4 separate regions of the Danio rerio genome follow, and regions 1, 3 and 4 are each linked to region 2. A link is a contact called in public HiCAR-type and HiChIP or PLAC-seq data. All regions are on one chromosome and are shown on one strand. The core of a region is the stretch at or near the end of the contact, and the rest is flanking DNA. Distances in the headings are between cores, read along the strand shown. Region 1 has its middle 80 kb from the start of ier5l. Region 2 has its middle 35 kb from the start of ntmt1. Region 3 holds the start of ier5l (immediate early response 5-like). Region 4 has its middle 61 kb from the start of ier5l.

Region 1 (3,103 bases), core at 136-2,635, 170 kb before region 2:
TGTGGTTTGTAATGTAATGGGCAGCACAAATGTCTTGACTCCTCATGCTGTCGATGTTGCTATCCATTCTGCAGATCTCTTGCACACCCCTTTACTGAATGTAACCCCAAACCATGATTTTTCCTTCACCAAACTGATTTCTGTGAGAATTTTGGCTCCATGCGGGTTCCAGTATGTCTTCTGTAGTATTTGAGATGATTGGGATGCAGTTCAACAGAAAAATCCACCTTCTACATGACTTTTGTAGGTAGTGTAGCTCATGAATAATAAGACAACTTTAACATGGTGTTTCTGATACCATCATTGTGCCACTTGTTTGTAAGATTAAATAGTGCTACAAATGGAAGAAGCCCTGTTGAGCTTCTCCGTAGTGTACTTCCTCTGACCTCTGTGGCTGTGCTCTTGGGGTTAGCACAACCCCATCTGCATGATGCATGTTTGTCCTTGTGCTCTGGACCCTTCCACTGTCTGGGACAGATAGCTTTAGGTAAAGAAACCCTGTGCTAATTTGGACTGGGAATGTATTACAAAATACATTACTGTTTCCTCGCCATCTCTCAAAGTTCTAATGAACATTTGAGTCTCATATTTAATAAGCGTGAATCCTATCGGATACAGCTACGGAACTACATCCCAATGTATGAATGTGTTTGGAAATGGGGAGAGGAAACAGGAGACCACAGCTGAAGGAGCTCTAGTTTCAAATCCTGTGGCAGGAAACTCTGCCGGAGACTCACCCCTCCCTCTCACCCTGTGCGTGTGTGTGTGTGTGTGTGTGTGTGTGTGTGTATTTTTGAGTGTAAAAAAGTATGAAGCATCCTGTTTCCCTTTTCTATTGACAATTTTGTTAATGTTTCGATTTTATAATGGATTGCGTATAAAAATATGATGATGAAATTGAATATTTGCTCTTGTGTGTGTTGTTGAGTATATGGTCACGTTTCTGTATTTTCCGTTTATAAACTTCCTCGTTCTTGTGTCCCTAACTATTGCTGCAACTCTATTTTTACAGTGTTTACATAGTTAGTCACTCCTTGTTTGCGTCAGTCTTCCTCAACGCTCGGCCCAGTTTAGTGCTTGAAACTCACACACACGTTAACAGATGCACGACACACACAAGCTCTGAAACGCGAAGTAGATCACTTAAAACCAAGCTTCATCCTCATCCTGTTTTGTCTACACTCTGTCTTGTTCAGACAGGAGAAACCTCAGTGTCGCCTTATCTGTTCTGGATTTCACATATGCACATAAAAAGTGTGTACAACCATGCTCAGCTACACAAATGCTCACACGTGCGCACACGCTCACGGCCTCTGAGGTTAGGCTGGAATGTGTGTGATGTGTGATTGTGGAGGTTGGAGGTGGTGGAGCAAGTTCAGCTTGACAGAGCGGAGCAGGGCCTCTCTCATTACAATCTAAACCAGCTCCCACTGCATTTTTTGGTCCCTCTCTCTCCCTTGCAGTCCTTCTCTGCTCATACTGCCTGCAGTTCTCTTTTGCCTGCTATTTCTAACCCTATTTTTTTAGACTTCTTAGGTTCTCTCTCTCTCCTATCCACCCTCCCTTGGTATATCTCTCCCAGCTCTATTTAAATATCGCTTGCTCTCCTTCGCTTGCTCTCCTTCTCTCTCTCTCTCTCTCCATCTCTCCCCTTCTGCCACTTTTCTCACTCTATCTCTGTTGCTCCCACATTCTCTCTCTCTTGCTCCTCATGGGCTGCAGAGTGCATTGCAGCGACAGCTGCTGTTATAGCCATCAACTGCAGCCTCCACAGCAACCGTTACTGTGGAGGAGAGAACACGGCAATGGCACTTTATTCTGCAGACCCTACTTTTACATGGTTCAAGACAATTACAAAGTGATTATGCTTGCTCTCTCTATTGTGCAGAAAGTTTCCCAAAACTGTACTTCTAGAAAAAGGGGGAAACGTAGCACCTTTAGGGGAACAAAACCTTAAAGGGATGACCCTGCATGTTGTCGTATCTACCCCTCAAAGGTTGAGTGTTAAAGTAAGAGATGACTCTGACGATTTCTCTCAGGTGACCTTTTAGAGGTTGATCATCTGCCTCCATTTTTTTTAAACGCAATACCCAAGTGTCAAAATCCAGACGAAATTTAGATGGGTTCCAAAATATAGCTGAAAATATCTGTCACTTCCTGGAATTTTTTTTTCACTTTTGATGGGACATTCTCCTCCAAAATAGTTCTGTCAAAATTTACTCATCCTTGTGTCATATTTTTTTTCTACTTCAGATCAAATTAGGATACAGTAGTTTAAAGAAAGCTGAGAGGTTTCTATCTTTCAGTAAAAACACAATCTAAACTTTATAGTCTTGTAAAAGAGATATGATCACTTTATCTAATTACAGATTTAATTAATACCTTTATTCACAAATAAATCACACAAAGAACACATAAGCCTCAACATACATGCAAAATTCACAAGAACCAATGAGGTTTGTTTTTGCAAACAGAATTTTGAAATTAATAGATAAAGTTAAAATTATATTTAATCCATATAAAATATAACATGTAAAAACTTTTCAACTATGGCTGTGCGGTTAATTTAATTGAAATCACATGAACGACTGAGCAAAGCATGGTGTTATTTGTAGTAAATATCCTCCGAAGGCCAGAGGGTGCTCTAGCGGAAACCCTTGAACTTGTCCAAATACACACAAAGAAACCCAGGAAATCCCCTAGGGAGAATAGTGGTTGCTGAATAAACAGAAGATTTAACGGCTTTCATTGATTAAGCATGACTAATAAACACATGGCTATGGAATCATCTCGCAGAAGGATTTATTTTAAACACTAAACAGTTTTTTAGGTGATTTTGCTGTAAAAATGTTATTGTATGATGTAATTTCACATGCAGCTTTTACTACAGCCATAGTTCATTCAAAAAAATGAAGCAAACAGCTGTCATTATTGCAGAACGATTATTTCAATGTCATTATCGACTGATCAAACCAAATTTGAATTTAAACCACCCAGCCCTATGTTAAACAAATAAAAGTGATCATATCTCTTCACAAGACTTTGATTAAATTCAATTAAAAAAAAATATTTTATGATAATTTGTTTTTCAAAGATATACATA
Region 2 (2,955 bases), core at 339-2,838:
TTTTTTGTTAGATCCAATTTTGTCTTTGGTACCGACTAATCTAATCTATATACACAAAAATATTATTATAAAGCATCCTGTAGAAAGTAATAATTTTAAAGAAAATATTATTATATGCTGAGCAGTGTTTATAGCCTGATATTACAATTTTACTTTTGTCATGAAAACAGATCATTGTTAATCATGTTTTAAGGGAGTAAAGTTTACAACCAAATGTTTAAGTTGTACTAGCAAGCTTAGTAAACTTATGTAAACATAGATTGGATCGGTTAAATATACAATAGGCTAACATTATTTTTGTTGTCTAACAAACTAAACTACATTTTGTACAGATTTTATATTGTTTAAATATTTAAGTATTATTCCCCTAAATATATATATAGAAGAATATATAGAAGGTCGCTGGTTCGAGCCTCGGCTGGGTCAGTTGGCATTTCTGTGTGGAGTTTGAATGTTCTCCCCGTATTGGCGTGGGTTTCCTCCAGGTGCTCCGGTTTCCCCTACAAATCCAAAGACATGTGGTACAGATGAATTGGGTATGCTAAAATTATCTGTTTATGAGTGTGAATGAGAGTGTATGGATGTTTCCCAGTGATGGGTTGCGGCTGTGTAAAACATATGCTGGATAAGTTGGCGGATCATTCCTCTGTGTCCACCCCAGAAAAATAAAGGGACTAAGTCGAAAAGAAAATGAATGAATATAGAGAAATCATAAAATGTTTCAAGCTAAAAGATATGCAGATGGAGTTAAACTGATCATAAATGAATACATTTAATAGAAGTGAATGCCACATTGTGGTTTATACTTTGGTTCATTTTGAGATATTATGCCTCTGAACATCTGGTTCCTCTGAGCCCTAGGCCCTTTAAGGCCCCTGCATTTTAAATTTTTCCAGGCTAAAAAGGTACCTTTTTTAGTCTTCAGAATTGTCCTTCCTTTGTGGTAACATTTTTGTGGAACAGTCCATATAAACAAAGAATACTTATACAAACAGTCAATCACAGTTATCTGTTATAAGGTGACTGGACATTAGGTGCAAAAATGTTTTCATACTTGAAAAAAAAGCTAAAAATTATAGTAATGAAAGACCAACCAGAAGTTTGTGACTTATACTAAAGTATGGGAGCAATTCCAACGTCATGGATGTGACATTTATTATAAAAACTCAAAACATAAATTCACAAAGAAAGCATATATTAACATTATATTGAAACATTAAAACATATTTTGTAAAACAACTGATCAGAAAGTTAAGGGATCATTAAAATATCACTCTGTAAACATTTTTATATTTTAAATAGGAAAAAAATAATCATGGGTTATTGATGTGACCAAAAAGTGTGAGTTTACAGTATACACAACATACCTTTTCAACTTGGCTGTAAAATAAGAATTTTATATCAGTAGTAAGAAATTTTGGATTAAATTTCCGGCAGTGAGTGCACAACACATGTGAACACACACACACGCATGCACGCACGCACACACACATAGATACACACACACACACACACACACACACACTCACATGCCTGCTTTGCCACACCCTTCAGAGACATTCAGCCTATTTAGCACAACACACACCCAACACAGAAGGTGATACTGCTTCCTAGGCTGGTGTAGCCTACTTAACATACAACAAGCAGGTTGTAAAGATTGCCCCTTACTACTTTTTGTGAAAGGCAGACTCAATCTTATGTAACATCCCACGTCAGTCTCTTCCTGGTAAACAAGAGCGGTGCTGCTCTGGAGCTGAAGAGGTTTTAGAGCACACATTAAAGCTAACTCTGTCAGAGACAGTTTTGCCTAGAGTACACAACCATCCAGCTCTTCTTTATGCCTCTACGTTTCGCCAAAGCACCCCAACAACATAAAGTCTGGTAGAATAACTTCATTTGAGCTTCTAAAAGTTGTGTTCATAAGGGTTGGCTGTTTAACTTGGAGAACAAACACACAAAACCCAGGCTTGAGGTTGAGCAGCGTAGAACTGTACAGTGACATTTTTGAGGCATTACGGTTGAATGCAATTTCTTGTCATTGATCCAAGAAACTCATGGAATTTGTTACAAGAATTATAGTTGGTAAACAGGAACAACTTTAATTTTTTTTAAATTGACAAAGTGTGTTGATGAGTGCTTTGGTGCTAAAAGCATGAGTCCTGCTGTGGCAGATGAGGTTGACTCACCTCCGCTCCCTGCCCTATCTCCTCTGTGATTTCCAGTCACTGAACTCAGCCCATGTACTTTTTATGGGCCAAATAGTCCACTTCATCTCTTCCTTTGCTAGCAGCGCTGAGTACTGGGCAAGGGCTGGGTCAAAAACACTGGAAAGTGCCCTAACTAACAGTGCCACCTGATGGTGAATAGCTGCTACTACATTAATCACATTACTGTGAGTTGAAATGAGAGCACCACCACAGGTTTACAGTCACAACTGCACAACTGAGATCTCACTGGTTTTAACCTACCTTGATGTCACACCACTACTTTGCTTTGGTTTCAGATGTGATTATATTCAAGGATCTTTGGACTTAGTGAGACTTTTATCTTTGTTTGCACCTTTTGATAAAAGAAGTAAGCAACAAAATAAGATGGCCATTCAGAATATTTGTATCCTCCCTTCTTTTTTTGTGCTTTGGCTCCATTTCCTGGAAGTACTTCCTTAGTTATGACGCACTTCCTGAAGGCTTCTGTGTAATAGGGGGAAACAGTGGGTGTAGGAGAGAACTCATGGAAGGAGATGACTGCTTTCCTGATACACATTTTCAGGTTCCGTTACTATTATGTGGAAGGAGGAGAGGAGGCTAATCTCAAAACAATATGACGAAGAGAAGCTAGTGACTCTTTGATTCATAGATTTCTGAGACTTGGATGTTTTATTATCGTGTTATTACTAAAGGTCTTAAACCTTGTCATCAGATTTCTACTTGATTTAAAGGGATAGTTAAAAGAATT
Region 3 (3,101 bases), core at 382-2,881, 250 kb before region 2:
CTACTTGATTGCCTTATATGATATTACAGAATGTAGTCTGTGCGCGCCAGGGCTCTTCCTGGAGCTCCATACAGCACGAGCTCTTGCTGTAGCCTGCTCTACTGGTAAACTGGTCAGAGAATATGACACGGCTGCCCAAAGACTGAGAAATAAGCGTGCAGTGGGTAGGCTTCCCCGTTTGCAGCCCGTTATTCCCAACATTACGTGTGAGTAGTAATGCTCTTTTACAATACATCTTTGCGAAAGTTCCTGGGGAAGAGGAGAAAGAGAAAAGAAACAATCCACGAGCGAAACATTCAGAGACTTCCCATGTTTGTGGCCATATAGCTAGCAGTCTGCGTTGGGTTTAAGGCAACGAAATTCAACTTCGTTTGTTTGTAATATCGACATTTGTTTTAAAGGATACATCACAAGTGGTAGGCTACAACCACTGTCCGCCTCCCCCACTGAAACGAAACCAAAAACAAACCAAAAATAAAAACAGAAAGGCTTAAATAACTTTGCTGCAAAAATAAAAGTCAATTTGTCTTAGACTTTGTACAATTTCATAAAGTATCTGAATTCGCATTAACCACAGAGTCAAAAGGCTACAATAGCTCGCGTCCAAGCCCCTAAACTCGCCAGGGCTTGTTTGCTACAGAACTGTCCGTTTAAGGCTTGCTCCAAGTCCGCTTGTCTGCTCACCAGTCCCGAAAACCCCGAGCCGAAGATCGAGATGAGGTTGGAAATGTTCGACGTGTCTAAGGGCTCCGTGATCGCGTATGAGGAGTCCTCGAATTTCGCTCTTTTGCACGGCGTAAAATCCGGTGCCTCCTCGATCTCGGACACGTAGTAACCAAAGTCAAGCTTGCGTTTCTTGGCCGGGCTCTGTGCGCCCTGGCAGCACTGTTGGAGCGAAGCGCAGCAGTCCTGGTGCAAATACCCGTTCTCTACTGTGGTAACGACATGCGTGTCCAAGTCGAGCACTGTAGTTTTGTTGCAGTGCATGTTGTTTACCGGCGAAAAGTCACAGTTGGACACGGGGTAGGCTTCCGCGCAGCAGCTGCGGTAGAACGAGGGCTCCGGCGCCGCTTTGCACACCTCCTCGCTTTGGAGAGCCAGGGGCACCGAGCAGGCGCTGGCCGGCTGTATGTGCTGCGCCGCCGGTGAAGTCTGGTGACCGACGGCGGGCAGGAGCGCGCCGCAGAGGCTCGCTGACTCGCTCGCGCTGCCGCAGCAGTCCGCCGTCTGATCCTCACAGTCCTCCGCCAGATCCAGCGGGTTCAGCTCCTGGATCTCGTTGCAGACCGTCATCACCTCCTCGTACTGCTGCATCCTGTAGATCTCCGCGTACTTCTCGTTCATGTAGACCTGCCTGGCGTTCCTCAGCACATAGGAGACCAGCAGGTTTTTGTGCAGCTTGATTCCTCCTCTCTGCGTACGGGAGTTGTGGATTTTCCGTAAAGATATCGAAATCAGACTTTGTGCATCCACTGCACACTCCATGGTGTTGATCATGGTCGGGCTGCTGATGCTTTCCCACCTCTCCGACGAAGGAAACTAACTTTCTTTTAGTCAGAATCACGATATTTCGTTCGGGGACGAAGGCTTAAGTCAGCTCTGTGGAGAAACATTGAACGCGGTCGTTTCTGCCTCAACGTGTGAGCGTAGGCAATCATTAGCCTGCGCTTGCTGCCATAGTATATATATGGCGGAGAACTTTACGCCCACTTCGCCAGCGGCCAATCAGAGGCCCAGAATGCCGTTGAGTGACAAGCGGATTCCTCTCAGAGGTTTTGATCTTGTCCAATCACAGAGAGGCGGTTCTTCTGTGCTATTCAAATTCCAAACTGACTTTACCAAACTGGAATGTTCTCATGAGGCGCATTGTACATCGGAGTGCGCGCTCTTGTCATGTGTGCCGGAGAGACAACTTGAAGGATGTCACACAAGTTTACAAACTTACTGAAAACTACATTTAAAAACAACAAAGCACTGCATGTTTCACATGCACGGGCTGAAATAATAATAAAAAAACTTGATTAAATTATTAAAAATAATAAATTATTAGATGAGAAAAAATAACTTTTCAAGATTATACTCTAAATTATACGCGCGCATACTTGAATGCAAACCATGTAAACGAATTAGTATGTAACTTTAATTACAGGTCAGTGAAAAAAAGGAGAAAAAAACATTAAAGTGTTGAATTATTCAATCTTCGTGATAAATAATAACTATTAACGTTATTATGCGTGCATTACATATACTTTTGTCTTATTTTAAGTTTCAGTTCTATGCATTCGTATATTTCAAGCTAAAGCAATGATAAAAAGTGTTAATTATGTGAAAAATAATTTAATATAATGTAACGTAAAATAATATAATGTAAAATGATATATTATAATATATAAAAATTATAATATAATATACTGTATAATACTATAATGAAAAATAAAATATTATAATATAATTTATAATAATATAATATAATGTAAAATAATATAATGTAAAATAATATAACATAATATAATATAAAATATTATAATATAATATAATGTAAAATAATATGATATAAAATAAAATATTATAATATAATACGATGTAAAAATATATAATATATTGTAATATAATATAATATAATGTAAAATAACATAACATAACATAAAATATTATAATATAATATAGAGTAACGCAGTGCCACAGTAGGTAGTGCTGTCGCCTCACAGCAAGAAGGTCGCTGGTTCGAGCCTCGGCTATTTGAGTTGGCGTTTCTATGTGGAGTTTGCATGTTCTCCCTTCATTCGCGTGGGTTTCCTCTGGGTGCTCCGGTTTCCCCCACAGTCCAAAGACATGCGATACAGGTGAGTTGGGTAGGCTAAATTGTCCATAGTGAATAAGTGTGTGTGGATGTTTCCCAGAAATGGGTTGCGGCTGGAAGGGCATCCGCTGCGTAAAAACGTGCTGGATAAGTTAGTGGTTCATTCCACTGTGGCGACCCTGGATTATTAAAAGGACTAAGCCGAAATGAAAATGAATTAATATAATAAATATAATATAATATAATATAATATAATATAATATAATATAATATAATATAATATAATATAATATAATATAAT
Region 4 (2,921 bases), core at 29-2,528, 190 kb before region 2:
GAAATTAATCAATTATGTGTAAATCAAGGCCCTTAAAAGGTATTAAAAGTCTTTATTGCGTTTTTACGAGGTCTTAAATTTTGTTCAAGCATTGTCCAAAGTGTTTGACTCCAAAAAAGCATAAATATATTTATTTTCCTCTTAATGTTAACAGCGTGCTTGATCCATGCGATTGGTTTGGGTTGGGGCGCGTCCAGCAAGGCTCCTCCGTCCGGGTGATGTCACGTAATTTGCGACAAATGATTTAAGGTTCTTCACATGTAGCAAAACCAGAGCGAAACAGACGGTAAATTGGGAAAATGTAAGTTTGCATACTCCTGGTTGGAGAACGATGAGCGGCTGAAGCCTGTCGCGGAAAGCAACCGCGTAATTTATTTTTTCAAGCTTTGTTTTTTTCCGAGCTTATCAGAGATCTATTGCATGGTTGTGCTCAATTGATTAATTTAAAAACTACTGTTTGATAACAATTGTTTATTAAGTTAAAAGGTTAGACACTGATTAGAACCTAAAGTGCTAATGAGGTCTTAAAATATTCTAAGATGGTCTTTAAAAAGTCTGAAAAATGTATTGAAATTACCTTTAGGATTTCTGCGTATACCCTGTAAATAGACCCTCTGCTTTTTTCAAAGCACTCCAAAACTATTAACAATTATATAGTTGACCTATAGAAGAGCATGTTTATTAAAAGGCATTTTATTTTTTGTTTTTATAAATAAATATGTATTTATACGTTATCTATAATCAACTTTAATCCACACCTTTTTGAAAACAAGACCTCTTTAAGATTTTTTTGTCATGTGCACACACGCACACGTCTAGCCTCCCTTTTTATGCGACCCAGTTTCTAGAGCCCAGTAGCATTGCATGCTTCACCTCACTGGTTCCCAGTTTCACAGCTATGTCACAATTTCTCATCTCAAGGCTGTAGAAGTGGACAGGTTATGGGACCTGAGAGAGAAGTAGAGGAAAAAAGGAGGAATAAAAGTGTCAAGGCATACCATGAGGGAAGGTGAAGTAGAGGGAAAGACAGAAGATAGTAGCGTGTGTGTTTGCCTGTGTGTGTGTGTGTGTGTGAGAGACGAAGTGGAAGAATTGAAGAGGAGGGCATAACGGATGACAAACAAATCTAGACATGTTTCCCCCTCCCCTCACGGTCCAGCACAGACAGACTGATTTGCATAAAGGGCCGCAGGGCTTTTGACTGACAGGGCTCCAGACGGCACTGTGCTGCTTCTTCCACTTTAAGTGGGTTGGTGCGGGGCACCGGGGGGAGGAGTCATCCTGGACACAAGCCCTCCCCCTCTCCAACCCCTGCTCTCTAATTGAGATATATACTAACTCCGTCCTATATGGCGCGCTGGAGAGGTGAAAAAGACAGAGAGAGGAAGAAAAAGAGAGTTGGGTTGGGGTGGGGGGGGTGGTAAGAGAGAAACACTCACAAGGAAGTGATTTGTGGTCGTGATGACACCTTGTGTGTCGCTGCTGCCTGTACATTGCTGCGGCACTGAAAATCCTCCACAGCAGTGCTGCATGGTTGTGTTGACATAAGATGAAAGAGGAATATCTGCTTAATTTACACAGATGGAGTAGCTTTAAGTGGAATTGATAAGTTATTTTGATATATTAGTACTTATACTGAGAGTCATATCAATTTAGGATAGTTTTCTCTTAATTTTGCTGCAAGGTGTTTGAAATTATGGAAGATATTTATGTAATATACATATGTGTTGTGTCCCATTGCTTCACAATTTCTGAGATTACAGGCCAGTAAAAAGTGTTTTGGTAAAGTAAAAGTTAAATTCACTAAAAGAAAAAGGACATTAAGAATTTTTTTTTTTTCTGTAAAACATTTTTACTTAATACTACTTTAAGACAGTAGATAATCTAATGGGATCTCACTTTGTATGGACCAATGTCTTGTGCTGAATATGTTGTTTCTCTCAGTGTTAAGCTGAACTAAATCCTCAGAATATAGTTGCATGTGACAAATGAGTTTGTTAATGAACACTTTATCTACTGATTTTAGGGATGTCACACTTGTATTTATACAATGGACACTTTTCACATTTTCATTTTTCACAGATACTACTATATATAGCCTGAAATTATTCATACCCCTAGGAAATTCTGATTTAAAGTTTTTTTTTTAACTTTAATTCAACCGGCAAGATTTTTTTTTGAACGGAAATGACACAAGCTTTCCCAAAAGATAATAAGACAATGTACAAAAGTCTGTGTCACGGTGGCGCAGTAAGTAGCACTTGTCTGTAGTGTATGTGTGTGAATGAGAGTGGATGGATGTTTTCCAGTGATGGGTTGCGGCTACGTAAAACATATGCTGGATAAGTTGATGGTTCATTTCGCTGTGGCTACCCCTGAAAAATAAAGGGACTAAGCCGAAAAGAAATTGAATGAATGAATGTACAAGAGGCATCATTGTGGAAAAAACATATTTTAGCTCCTATTTTACCCCTATTTCCAGATTTAAGATAAGTCTTTTGTGTCTCCAAAACGTGTCTGTAAAGTTTCAGCTCAAAACACTCATCAGATTATTTATTATACCTTTCAGATCATTAGAATTTTCTGCTCTGAACACAATGTAGCTGTTTTTGTTTCCTGTGCCTTTAAGGCTAGTTCTCCCTGCCCACCGTTCCCATGTGCCTGTCAGAGTGTGCCTCAGCCTCCGCCTCAACTGCGTCAGATAAACAGCACAGTGACAGACATGAAGGAAGCAGATCTCACGTAACGTTTGTGAAAAATACTACAGTAAAAACTTTACCAAAGATTATTTGATGTACTTGTTGTGGAGTTGCCACGATGAGTCACACACAGTGTCGTTACAAAGTTCACTACGCACGCCGCACACACACACACACAGACACACGCACACAGACACATACAAATCGTGTGCATTTAACTTT

Evidence for each region. HiCAR-type assays count read pairs that join an accessible place to other places. HiChIP or PLAC-seq counts read pairs in DNA pulled down with a chosen protein or histone mark.
Region 1: a contact with region 2 is called in a HiCAR-type map of caudal fin, with 5 times the contacts expected there. The contact joins two enhancer-like sites. A contact is called at or near these places in 3 of 18 Hi-C or Micro-C datasets (caudal fin, embryo and hematopoietic stem cells) and 1 of 4 datasets of contacts at active chromatin or transcription factors (caudal fin).
Region 3: a contact with region 2 is called in an H3K4me3 HiChIP or PLAC-seq map of gastrula embryo, with 10 times the contacts expected there. The contact joins the promoter of ier5l here to the enhancer-like site in region 2. A contact is called at or near these places in 7 of 18 Hi-C or Micro-C datasets (caudal fin, embryo, fibroblasts and 3 more) and 3 of 4 datasets of contacts at active chromatin or transcription factors (caudal fin, gastrula embryo and pancreas).
Region 4: a contact with region 2 is called in a HiCAR-type map of caudal fin, with 5 times the contacts expected there. The contact joins two enhancer-like sites. A contact is called at or near these places in 2 of 18 Hi-C or Micro-C datasets (caudal fin and embryo) and 1 of 4 datasets of contacts at active chromatin or transcription factors (caudal fin).

Annotation. Positions count from the first base shown.
Region 1 is chr5:33,329,668-33,332,770 of GRCz12tu, reverse strand. No RefSeq gene overlaps it. Among named protein-coding and RNA genes, the nearest start is that of ier5l, 80 kb to the left of the region's middle. Within about 2 kb of position 1,385, at least 43 of the 62 cell types and tissues checked have an H3K27ac peak or open chromatin away from gene starts, as enhancers often do. A contact at or near this core is called in caudal fin, where this site is marked.
Region 2 is chr5:33,158,379-33,161,333 of GRCz12tu, reverse strand. It overlaps a transcript of ntmt1 not described here. Among named protein-coding and RNA genes, the nearest start is that of ntmt1, 35 kb to the right of the region's middle. Within about 2 kb of position 1,588, at least 46 of the 62 cell types and tissues checked have an H3K27ac peak or open chromatin away from gene starts, as enhancers often do. A contact at or near this core is called in caudal fin, gastrula embryo, hematopoietic stem cells and 2 more, where this site is marked.
Region 3 is chr5:33,410,141-33,413,241 of GRCz12tu, reverse strand. It overlaps ier5l (immediate early response 5-like), which reads right to left and starts at 1,631. Exons shown (of 1, transcript NM_199754.1): 1 at 1-1,631. The coding sequence starts at 1,497. The coding sequence ends at 580.
Region 4 is chr5:33,349,513-33,352,433 of GRCz12tu, reverse strand. No RefSeq gene overlaps it. Among named protein-coding and RNA genes, the nearest start is that of ier5l, 61 kb to the left of the region's middle. Within about 2 kb of position 1,278, at least 11 of the 62 cell types and tissues checked have an H3K27ac peak or open chromatin away from gene starts, as enhancers often do. A contact at or near this core is called in caudal fin, where this site is marked.